Regions from separate parts of the Mus musculus genome. Here region 1 is linked to region 2. The links are chromatin contacts, called in public ChIA-PET maps. All regions are on one chromosome and are shown on one strand. The core of a region is the stretch at or near the end of the contact, and the rest is flanking DNA. Distances in the headings are between cores, read along the strand shown. Region 1 holds the start of Pdlim2 (PDZ and LIM domain 2). Region 2 overlaps Pebp4 (phosphatidylethanolamine binding protein 4).

The links. ChIA-PET counts read pairs in DNA pulled down with a chosen protein or histone mark.
Region 1: a contact with region 2 is called in an RNA polymerase II ChIA-PET map of memory CD8 T cells, with 8 read pairs. The contact joins the promoter of Pdlim2 here to the enhancer-like site in region 2. A contact is called at or near these places in 3 of 39 promoter capture datasets (the HPC-7 cell line, embryonic stem cells and pre-B cells), 1 of 115 datasets of contacts at active chromatin or transcription factors (memory CD8 T cells) and 2 of 9 other capture datasets (adipose tissue and liver).

What each region holds. Positions count from the first base shown.
Region 1 is chr14:70,174,459-70,179,860 of GRCm38.p6, forward strand. It overlaps Pdlim2 (PDZ and LIM domain 2), which reads right to left and starts at 2,357. Exons shown (of 10, transcript NM_001253736.1): 1 at 2,221-2,357; 2 at 755-849; 3 at 1-30. The coding sequence starts at 847.
Region 2 is chr14:69,976,246-69,981,581 of GRCm38.p6, forward strand. All of the region lies in intron 4 of Pebp4 (phosphatidylethanolamine binding protein 4), which reads left to right. The region is part of intron 1 of Gm41198 (a long non-coding RNA gene); the gene reads right to left. Among named protein-coding and RNA genes, the nearest start is that of Gm41198, 16 kb to the right of the region's middle. Within about 2 kb of position 2,911, at least 75 of the 459 cell types and tissues checked have an H3K27ac peak or open chromatin away from gene starts, as enhancers often do. A contact at or near this core is called in the HPC-7 cell line, adipose tissue and memory CD8 T cells, where this site is marked.

The DNA.
Region 1 (5,402 bases), core at 1,107-3,606, 200 kb after region 2:
AGCTGCTTCAGCCTTGCCCCGCTCTGTGACCTAAAGAGATGAGAAGCCAGATGCTGGCTGCTGAATACCCACCCTGAATAGGAGTATATTTGAGGAGACTGGAGCAGAAGGGTCCTCAAGGTTTCCTCTGCTGCCCAGGAAATGCAGAAACAAGACAGTACACCTCTACCACCTTTTTCTCTGTCTTTCCTGGTCTTGCCAGCTTCTCAGCTAATCCCTTACAGGCTTGAGTGGCAACCTCCCCCCAAATCCCCCATACACTGGCATTCAAACATGGGCCTCCCAAGGAATGTGATGGCAGAATGTCAGGAACTGAGCTTGGGAATACTTCTGGATAGAGAACCCTGCCCGTGCAAATCATACCTTGCAGGTGGCTGCCTAAACACCACCCTTGCCCTGAGTGCTCTCCAGCCAGGACCTGGGCCCGAGCCTGGGTGAAAAAGAAACTAGCAAGCTCCCAAGAGCAAGCAGAAGCACCTGCCCTGTGTAACTACCCTAAATGGCTGCCGGCAGGTGTGAGGGTTGAGACTTAGGGCAAAGGGCAGGCCCTGTCCTTGGTCCCCTTCCTTTCATCTTCTAATGGCCCTCCTAAAGGAGCCCTCACATACTCATGCCACAAAGCACAACTGTTCCCCTGGCCAACATTGCCCCAGAAGACTCCAGGCTCCAGAACAAATTGGGGAAAGTACCCGTGGGGAACAAGACCCCCTTTCAGGGGGTAGCTAGCTCCTTATCTCCTAAAAACAGCCCTTACCTTGGTCACAATGATGGGTGTGTGGAAATCTCTGCCCCCGCTAATTCGGAAGCCCCAAGGTGCTGGTCCTGCCACATCCACAGTCAACGCCATGCCTGAGGAAGAGAAGACTGGGAGGTGGGGCCCACTTCCACAGTACACCCCAAAGCAAAGGGAGAAGACGGTGGCTGGTCTCAGAGCAGCCCAGCAGGGCCTGGGCCTGGCGGGTGGTGACAGAGGAAGTGACTAAGTCCCTCCCTCTTCTAAGAGTTTCACTTCCCCCCACCCTGGGAGGCCTTGAAGACTCTGAGTTCCCCCTTCTAGGGTCTTCAGACTAGTAGATCCCCTAAGACAGGCAGCAGTCCCACTGACAAGAGGTCAGACTTCCATACAAGTGCTTGGTGGAGAACTGTGGGAAGGAATTAGCAGGTGGTAGGAGTGAACGCACCCCGCACCCCTTCACTACCTGTTTCCTGTTCCCTAAACGAAGAGCACAAAATACTTTCTACACTCTGTATAGAGTATACAGGAGGACAGCAAGCCTCAGGATAGCCCCACCAGACAGCAAGAAGTTAGCAGAGGCTGGGGCTGGCAGGTGTCAGACTAAGGTCTTCAGAGGGGCTACCTGGCTCCCTGCCTGACCCCAACAGCTGGGTTCAGATGAACAAGAGGAAGCTTGCTACCTCCTCTAGGGGCCTGCTGCACCCTAGTGAGCAGCCTGAGAAAGGAGGCCAAGGCTCATCTGCCAAGGGAAGCACACCCACACCCACAGCCACCCTGGTACTGGCCAGCAGGGCAAGTTCATGATGCTGCCAGTTTGGCCACAAACTTCTCATCCACAGCCCCCGCTGACCCACAAGGGAGTGTCCTTGTGGACCAGGCCCTCCTAGGATTTCCTGAGCCTCTAGATCTGGAGCCAGGAGCCAACCCAGGCAGGAAGCTGCAATGCCAGCCTGGGCACCACCCAGCCCAGCACCCATCCTCAGGCTGTCCCTGGGGAGATATGGGTCAGCAAGTATGTCCAATATCTCAAGAACATCAAGGCCTGGGGGGAGGGGGAGGCTGTCCAGGCCAGCAGTCCGACTGTCTTGTCCCCCAGGCAACTGGCTTTGCCTTTCACCCAGGCCCAGCCACGGTGTCCCAGGCTGATCACAGAAAGACTGAAAACGCCCTGAGATTCTCAGACCTTTGAGCCGACCAGTGGACTCAGTGAACTGCCTAGCTGTCAGTCTGGCTGTCCCCAGTACCAGTTCTCAAGCTTGCTTCCCAACAAGTCCAAAATACCCCGGGGCGGAGGGGGTTGGGGGTGGGACTGGGACTGGGACTAGAGGACGAGTGTCTGGGTCAGGGGAGAACCCAAGCCAAGGGGTATCCAGGTCGAAGAGAAGTTTCAGGGAAAAGGGGCTTTGGGCCGAGGGTAGGGTCCGGTGAGGAGGAGATCGCCGAGGGCGGTGGCCCGCGGAGGGTGCAGGTGGGCGCGCGCTCACCTGGCTGCCGCTTGCCTGTCGGGCTGGGCGGTCAGGCCAGCCAGGAAAGGGAAGGAGGGAGGGAAGAACGGAGGGAGTAAGGACGAGGAGCCGCCGCCGTTCCACCGCAGCCGTCTGTCCGACTCTAGGGAGAGCTCGCCCGGGGCTCCCAGACCTGCCTCCGCCCATGTGATCCCGGGGCCGCCCCTGCCGCCGCCCCTGGCCCGGGAAGCCGCCTCCTCTGCGCTGCCGAGCCGGGGCGCCGCCACCTGGCCCGCGCCTTGTGGGGGAGCTGGAAGTGGGCGAGCGAGAAGAGCAGACCCTCCTGAAAACCGCCTCTAGACTGAGACCCTTCCGAGGTGTCCACATCCTCCGGACTGTCCCTAAGCACAGGGGGTCGGTTCAAATGACAAACCATCCCCACGGTGCGCAGTATACAGAGACTGCGTCCCACCCCACAATAGGAAAGGATCCCTCGATGTCGCGGTCCCCAGACCTCTGTCAGACAACCGCTGGCTTGATGGACCTGTCTGTGGTCCATCCGATTCTTCTGCCCACTCCTGGCTCCGATGTTGGAGCAGATACAGTCCCGATACCCACACATCTCAAGCCTGGGCCACACCTCCACCCTCCTATCTCTTCCCAGACAGATGCCCCTGGCTTTGTACTGCCAGCGCAGTGACTTAGCCCCAGATACCCCCGCAAGCCTGCCCTGAGCAGGGAGACATGCCCAGACCCAGAGGAGATAGAGAGCACTTGGCAGGGTCATCAGGCACCTCCTCTCCCACCATTCTGCCTGGCATGGGCCAGCTCTAAGCACTACGGAGGACCCTGTCTGCCCAATTCCTATGCCAGACTCCATGACTCAGGGCAACGGTGTGGAGGTGGGGAGAGCAGGTGTAGGCCCAGGAAGGAGGAGCCATCTGACCAGAGGGTCCCCCAGAGCTATACCTGGCAACTCTTGCCCTGGGGAGTTGAGAGCCCACGCAGCTGCCTCCTGCCTCTTCAGTTGCTCTTACAACTTGGCACAGCGTAGAGCACACCTGTGGACCCAGCTGTAACCTGCCTGCCTCGGGTGTGAGTCATTCTCTCCGAGTTCCCCAAGAGAATTGCCCTCGCCACCCTCACCATCCTCCTCACCTACGACGCGCATCGGTGTGGCTCAGAGTCTCTGCACTTCCCAGCCAGCCAGGTTGCCTCCCTGGCCCCACCTCCCACAGTCTCTCCTTGGGCAGGTAAATGGCTCTACCACAGACTAATTCCAGGGGCCTCCAAGAGGGGCCCCTTGTCTGCTGCACCTGCTCTCCCTCCGCAGCTAGTTTGGAAGCCTTTTATGTTTGTTTGGTTTGGTGCTGGGGATTGAAGACAGGGCCCCAGATCTGTACGTATTCTCCCTTTTAAGCTCTACCCTCAGTTCCCTGAAAACCTCTTGAGCAGCCCTCGGGTAGGGCAGGCACTGCCTGGGGTTCACACTGTCCGATCCTCGAGTGTCATGGCTTCCTTTAACTGTGTGTGTGGTGTTGCGTGGTGTGCTGTTTACTTTTTGTCGACTTGATACAAACTAGAGTTCTGTGGAAAGAGGGAATCTCACCTCACCGGGCAATTGCTTCCCTCAGACTGTCTTGTGGGCGTGGCTGTTGGGGGGAACATTTTCTTGATGGCTGATTGATGCGGGAGGGCCCAGCCCACTGTGGGCGGTTCCATCCCTTGGTAGGTGGTCCTGAGTGGTATAAGTAAAGCAGGCTGTGCAAGCCCTGAAGATCAAGCCCCATCGCTCCTGCTTGACTTCCTGCCTGGAGTCCCTTTGATGATGGACTGTGTTGTGGAACTGTAAAAACCCTTTTCTCCCCAAGTTGCTTTTGGTCATGTTCTATCCCAACAATAGAAACCCTGACTCTGACAGTGTTTTACCACAGCAACTGGGAAACAAAGCCAGGAAAAGCAGTTTCCACAGCTCTTTGGGGGCCTCGGTCCCCGCCCCCCCCTCCCGTCCCCCGTCCCCCGTCCCCCGTCCCCCAACCAGTAATGTTCATCTTACTCTCTTGTTAAACACCTGATTTCCCAGAGGAGAAGTTCAAGGATTACAAAGCAGAAAGGTTGAAGGATGTGGTAGGGAGGGGAGACAACAGAAAAGAATTCACCTCCATCTCATCCAATCAATGATTCAAACAATCTTAAGTGTTTATTGAGCACCTACTGTGTAACTAGTACAGTGCCATACTGTCCTCAGTGCCTCAGACAGGCTCTGTAAACACACAAAGGTTCGTCTGCAACTCTCCCTGCTCTGGACGGAGTATCCACAAATCCCATTGCAAAGTCAACTGACTAGCAGAAAGGACCTGTCCTGCTCTAAGTGATCCTGTGCCTGGTGCAAGTCACATCCTTCATCCAGCAGCCTCTGGATCTCTTCACCAGGTCGAGGTGCCAAAGTGGGCACCTCACAGACCTGCCTGGTGGCTGTGAGGGAGGTTCCAGAGCCTCATCAAAGAGGCTTGGATCTGTCCAGGAGTGGGGCGAAAATCTTTCAACCCTGAACTGTTTCATGAGGGCACCAAGGAATATAAAACACTAGGTTAAGGGATCAAAAGCAGGCCACCAGGGCCCTAGAGAGTCATTATTTCTAGGCAAGAATGGGCTGGACTTGTCAATCCAGAGCCAGGACAAGATGAGTCCTGGGTGTAGCGACGGAATGGAGAAGGGCACGGTGGCACGCAGGTCTCGTTCTGCAAGCAGCTGTTTAACCATCCTGGCTAGGGTCCAAGCCACACCCAGGCTCAAGAAACCAGCCAGGGCCAGGCCATTGCCCTGTGCACTTAGGCTTTCCCCAGTCCTGACAGATCTGGTGCATCACTCTTCCCGTCATCAACCCTGCCTCAGATAAGGGCACCTTAAGTGACAGGTCAAGGAGCCAAGAGTACCAGGAAAAATATAGAGGCAGTCCAACCCTAGTCCCTCCCCAAGTCCGACGTGATTCTCCTGCTCCAGGGGCCTCTGGACAGGGATTTCAGGGCACTTGGTAAGCAGGCGGTAGGCAGTGATAAGGTTGAGCTGATGCCAACCTCCATTGAGGATTCAGCCTCTGAAGTTCAGAGCTTCTCTCCTGTCACCAGTTGTACTGTCTGGGTTAGGTGACACGTGCGTAGCACCTTACTGCCTGCTCAACTGTCAGCCCCAGCCAAGAATGGTGCTTTCTATCAGCCGCT
Region 2 (5,336 bases), core at 1,661-4,160:
AGAACCAGCACTTTCCTTTCAAAGAGGGTGGAAGTCACTGTTCTCTTGTCTCCGTTGATGAACAGATTCTGGGTGGCAGGAGTCACCATAGAAACAGGTGCTATCTTAAGCAAATGAGCCTTATTAACCTTAAGAGTGGTGGAGTTTTCACAAGATTGCACATATAGGGTAGGAGGGAGAAGGGGTTTGGTGGGGGGAGGGTCGAGGTGGCTGGGAAGCCGTGTTGCTCCGGGTAGGGAGGCATGTGTTGCATATGTGTGCATGTGTGTGCGCTGGCCGCGCCTGGTGGGTGCCCATCTATATGTGCTGTGCAAAGCTGCTTCAGGGAGGAGGTAAGATCAGGTCCTGCCCCACCCCCTTTCCCTAAGAAACAAGCATCCTCCCCAGTCCCCCTCCCTCTGCCATAAAAAGTGGCCGTAAGGCTGCAGGTGCCCTGAGCTCCAGCCATGACCCTCTTCCTTCTCTCCTTCTTTTGTGTAGACCCTGCTTTGTGTCCCCTGGCCTGTGCCCATTAGAAACAGGTGTTTCTGGAGAGCACAGCCAGGAAGAAGGGCCCTTTTCTTCCCTAGGTGACAGTTTAGTTCAGTGGCACGAACAGGAATACGGGCATCTAGTAGGCTTGAGTTCATGACTGACTGCTTATGTCCCTCAGTGAGCCCTCATCTGTGAAGGGCAGATTCACCAGGCACCTCGAAGGGCTGAAGCCAGGCTCCCATGAGATCACCGAAGGTCACATGGAATGTGTGTCCTCAGCACTCCCCACCGTGACCTGCCTCCTTTCCGGAGAGGAAACGGGGGCCTTTCCCACATTAATATTTCCTCAATATGGTTTCATCAGTCAACGGACTTGCCTGGGATGTCTGCCCCATTCTGTGCTTTGGAGGCAGGGGTGGGAGGAGGGGGTGTGTGGCTAGAGGAAAGATCAGGACAGAGAGCCTGGTCCTCAGAGAAGCTGTGGTATTCAGGTAGGCCTAGAAGAGGTAAGGTTGCGTGGGGCTTTGAAGTCAGGTTGGCTTGGGATGTGCAGAGAGAAAGGAGCTATACATTCAGCTTAGTGTTTGGAAATAGGCTCTTCTCGCTCAGGGATCCCTGAGCAGAGAGCGTTGGTTCCAAGACACACATCTGCTGCCCTCTGCAGCCCCTCCTTGGACAGGACACTCCACTACTCCCGGCTAGCATGCCACCTGCCCCAGTCTGACTCCCCTCCCCAGTATAAACCCAAGTGTTGTCTCAGGGACTCCGACACCACGCTGTACATCCTCAGCAGTCCAGGGTGCTTTTTATCAGGGAGACCGGTTAGCAGAGACCACATGCTCTGCAAGGAAATCTTCTCCTCTCTTGATGCAAAGGGCCAAGAGCCCCAGGGCTGGGGATATATGTATGGGTCAGTGGATCAAATGTTTGTGTGCGCAGCCTGAGTTGAATACAAGGAGGCAGACTAACAAAAAAGCTTGTTTGTCTATCTCATTGGGAAGTCCCAGGTTCAGTGAGAAACCCTGTCTCAAAAGATGAGGTGGAGAGTAAAGGAAGACACCCTACGCTAAACTCTACACACACACACACACACACACACACACACACAGAGAGAGAGAGAGAGAGAGAGAGAGAGAGAGAGAGAGAGAAAGGCATGCACACACGCAGAGCTCTAACACGTGCCTTGAAACTGAGACAAAGTTGTCACCACAGATTGGCTCTTCTCCAGAACTAGTAGATGCCCCGGACTCATTTGGTCATACCCATGAAGACACTGAGAACCCCAGGTCACACAACCTATAAGTGTAGTGTGGACCACAATGAAGGAAAGGGTCCTAGCAGTTAGTCTTTGGTGCCCCAACATTGCTGAAACGAGAGAAGCCGCCTCCGGCTCATGTTTGGTAGGTCACTGGAGGTTAGTGGGTGGTTTGCTAAGTCACCCCAGGTGCGAAGGGACCCATCATTTGGGCCTGACTAATGGAGATGAAAGGGGAAATTCACCGCAGGCAGCTCAGCTCTCACCTCTTCTCCATTTAGAAATCAAAACCGGGCACTTGAGAGTTTCGCTTGGCCCCAGGCAAGGGATGCAACTTTAAGGACAGATACATCTCTTTCCCAATCCTCTCATCTACAGCTCTGGAATCATCTGCTCCATTTGGCTTCAGAGCTGCTTAGTAACATGAAAACAACACAGTTGAAGGCTTGGCTGAAAGGGCCACTCACAGAGAGAAGCTGCGAGCTGACTCGAGCCCCAGACTCAACTTGGCAATAGACAAAATGGGAATATTCCACGGGCCACTCAGAGAAGAGCTAATACAGAGGCCCTGGCCACAAAGCAAAGAGCAGAATATCACCCTAGATTATCTCCCAGGCAAAGCTTCTCCTTCCTCTGTAACAGTGGCCCCTAGAAGTAGTACTAGCCTGCCTGCCTGCCTGCCTGCCTGCCTGCCTTCCTTCCTTCCTTCCTTTCTTCCTTCCTCCCTTCCTTTCTTCCTTCCTTCCCTCCTTCTTCCTTCTTTCCTCCTCTCTCCCTCCTTCCCTCCTTCCTTCCTTTTTTTTTTTTTACAAGATTTTTATTTATTTTATGTATGTGAGTACACTGTAGCTGTCCTCAGACACACCAGAAGAGGGCATAGGATCCCATTACAGATGGTTGTGAGCCACCATGTGGTTGCTGGGAATTTAACTCAGAACCTCAGGAAGAATAGTCAGTGCTCTTAACACCTGAGCCATTTCTCCAGTACCGCCCCCGCCCCCACTTCCTTCCTTTCAAGGGCATCCAGGTCATAATTTATAGGCATGGCGTGGAAAGATCAATTCCACTGAGAGAAGTTTTTATTACTCAGTTTCAAGAGAAGGAGACCTGCCAAGCTGTGCCACACAGAGTCACATGGGGAAGTCCCGGGGTGTGTCAGGAAGCAGAGGCTGCAGAAGAGTGTGTGGCCTGAAGCCTTCGCTGTGGTTTCTGCAGGAAAAGAGCAGAGTGGGGGCAAGCAAGCCCTAGCAAGCTTAGCCCTGATGAGCTGGCACAATATCAGTGGGCTCTGGGGTGACCGGAGTCTGTCCCGGCCGCCTGGTACCTGCCCAAGGGTGGCGTGGGGCAGGGAATGTTGGCTAGGTATGAGAGGATGAGGGAAAGGAAGGGATGGAAGAGATGGGCTAGGGGCTGGTTAGTGTGTTCATGACTGGTGTGCTTGCAGGCAGTCTCTAGGAAGTAGGCAGCCTTGGAAGGGACATTGTTCCAGAACAAGCACTCCTCGGGTTATCAAAGCATCAACACAAAATACAGGAGATAAAAATCATGACCAATCTACCCTGCACCCGATCTCTCTGAAAACTGCTCTTTTGAAGTCATTCAACATCCTCTTGTTCAGGTGCTTTCTTTGGGACTCTAGGACCTGCCCCGCCCCCACGCCCCCCCCCCCCCACCTACCGCCTCCCACTTAGCGCAAGCTGTGCCGCACAATTTAGCACCCAATTCCACGCTATCTTGTTCCCTAGCCATTCCAGGGTGCTTGCCCCAGTTTCCCAGTCCCCCTGGGAAGGCTCTGCTCGCCTCCTCCCTGCAATGGTGCATGTCCAACCCTGTACCCTGAGCTCCACCGTGTTCACTGGCATCAACACTTATCCTGTCTAGAGTACCACTTCTGATCACATTGCCTTTGACATATTTAGAATGGGTAGCCAGGCTGACAATCACGGCCTTCCTTGTCCCTCTCAAAGACTACTCCTTCTGCTTGCACGGGCCAAGCAGCTTCCTCCAATAGCCACATACCCCCCAGCATTGACCACAGGCCACTACTCACCATCCACAGACTCCCCTCTCCCGCCTCCCAACATCCTCCACTGCCTTCCCTTTCATCAAACAGCCTCTTCCTTCTTCTCTCCCACAGCAAAGTGCTCTGTAGTTTCCAAACTGGCTTAGGCCACAAGATGTCTTCCAGAGAGACTGCAAACTTACCTACCATGAGTTTATTGACCTTGGTTGGGATTGCTCATCTTCCTGGCCTCAGTATCCTGCCAACTTGGATGATGAGTTGGATACATGACCACCAAGGCCCCTTTGGCCATCACCATCTGGAGTATTGACAATTACTATATAGCTCTTTCTTGGCCTAGGCAAGAATGGCTCCTTAGATAGCACAGTGGCAAATGAAAGAAACCGTGACGGCTGATATACCTTCTCCCCAAAGCCAGCACCATATGCCATGTAGAAGCCTTCTTTCCATTCTGTACTGTTGACCATGCTGTTGATAGTTTCATAGCAAAAGATAACTCAACCCACTCAAGACTGACCAGGCAGACTCCTCCTTCTCTCTACTCCTTCCTTTCTTGTCTTTCTGTTAGGTATTGTAGGAAGCTGTAGAAGGATAGTACTAAATACCCCCAAGAAACTCAAAACCCCATGGAGAAATGAAATAAACATACACACGTGCATATACATAAACATGGCATACCATCTGAGAATTGCTGAGGAAGCTACACGATGCCATAGCCCAATGGCCTGGTACTCTGGCCAGTCTGGGATGCTGCTTGTAATCCCTGCTGACATCTGACTCTCAGTCTCTGGCAATACACAATGTGAAGTCACATACAGGAACCCCATGTCTACCACCTCAAAAGAACTGTGTTGTAAATTTTGGGCTAGGTGGGATGTGTCTGATGCTGTTGCCATTATAAATATTCCACATTGTGGTCCTCTTAACCACAGAAAGGTTCTGAAATCACTGCGCCTCCACATCTAAGACCCACATTTTAAAATGTCCTTGACACTTAGAAACACAAAAGCCATCATGTTTGTACTGATACTTGCTCCAGAAAACATGGCAGATTCACTTATATGTTAAAGGGTTATGAAACTGCAATGAAATAATATCCAATAAATGTGAAGATTTTTATAATGTTTCAGAAAAGAAATGAAAAGCTTGAAGGGGTAGGTAGATGTTAGATACATGATTATGTAAGTAGATAGATAGATAGATAGATAGATAGATAGATAGATAGATAGTGTTCATAAATTGATAGTCTCTAAATTAATTTGTTTGATATACATAAATTTTATTGGAATACAATATAAATTTTTATAGACTGGAGAGAAAGCTCAGCAGTTAAGAGTACTGGCTGTTCTTCCAGAGGACCCAGGTTTAATTCTCAGTACCCACCTAGTGGCTAGCAACCATCTTTAACTCCAGTTCAAAGGAACCTAACAGTCCTTTCTGGCCTCTATGGACACCACACACACACGGTGCACAGACATACAAGTAGGCAAAATACCCATATACACACAATAAAAATAAATACAAATTTTAAAATGTTTCTATTAGAGCTTAAGGTATCAAATATTGAGTAGGAGGAGAAGGAGA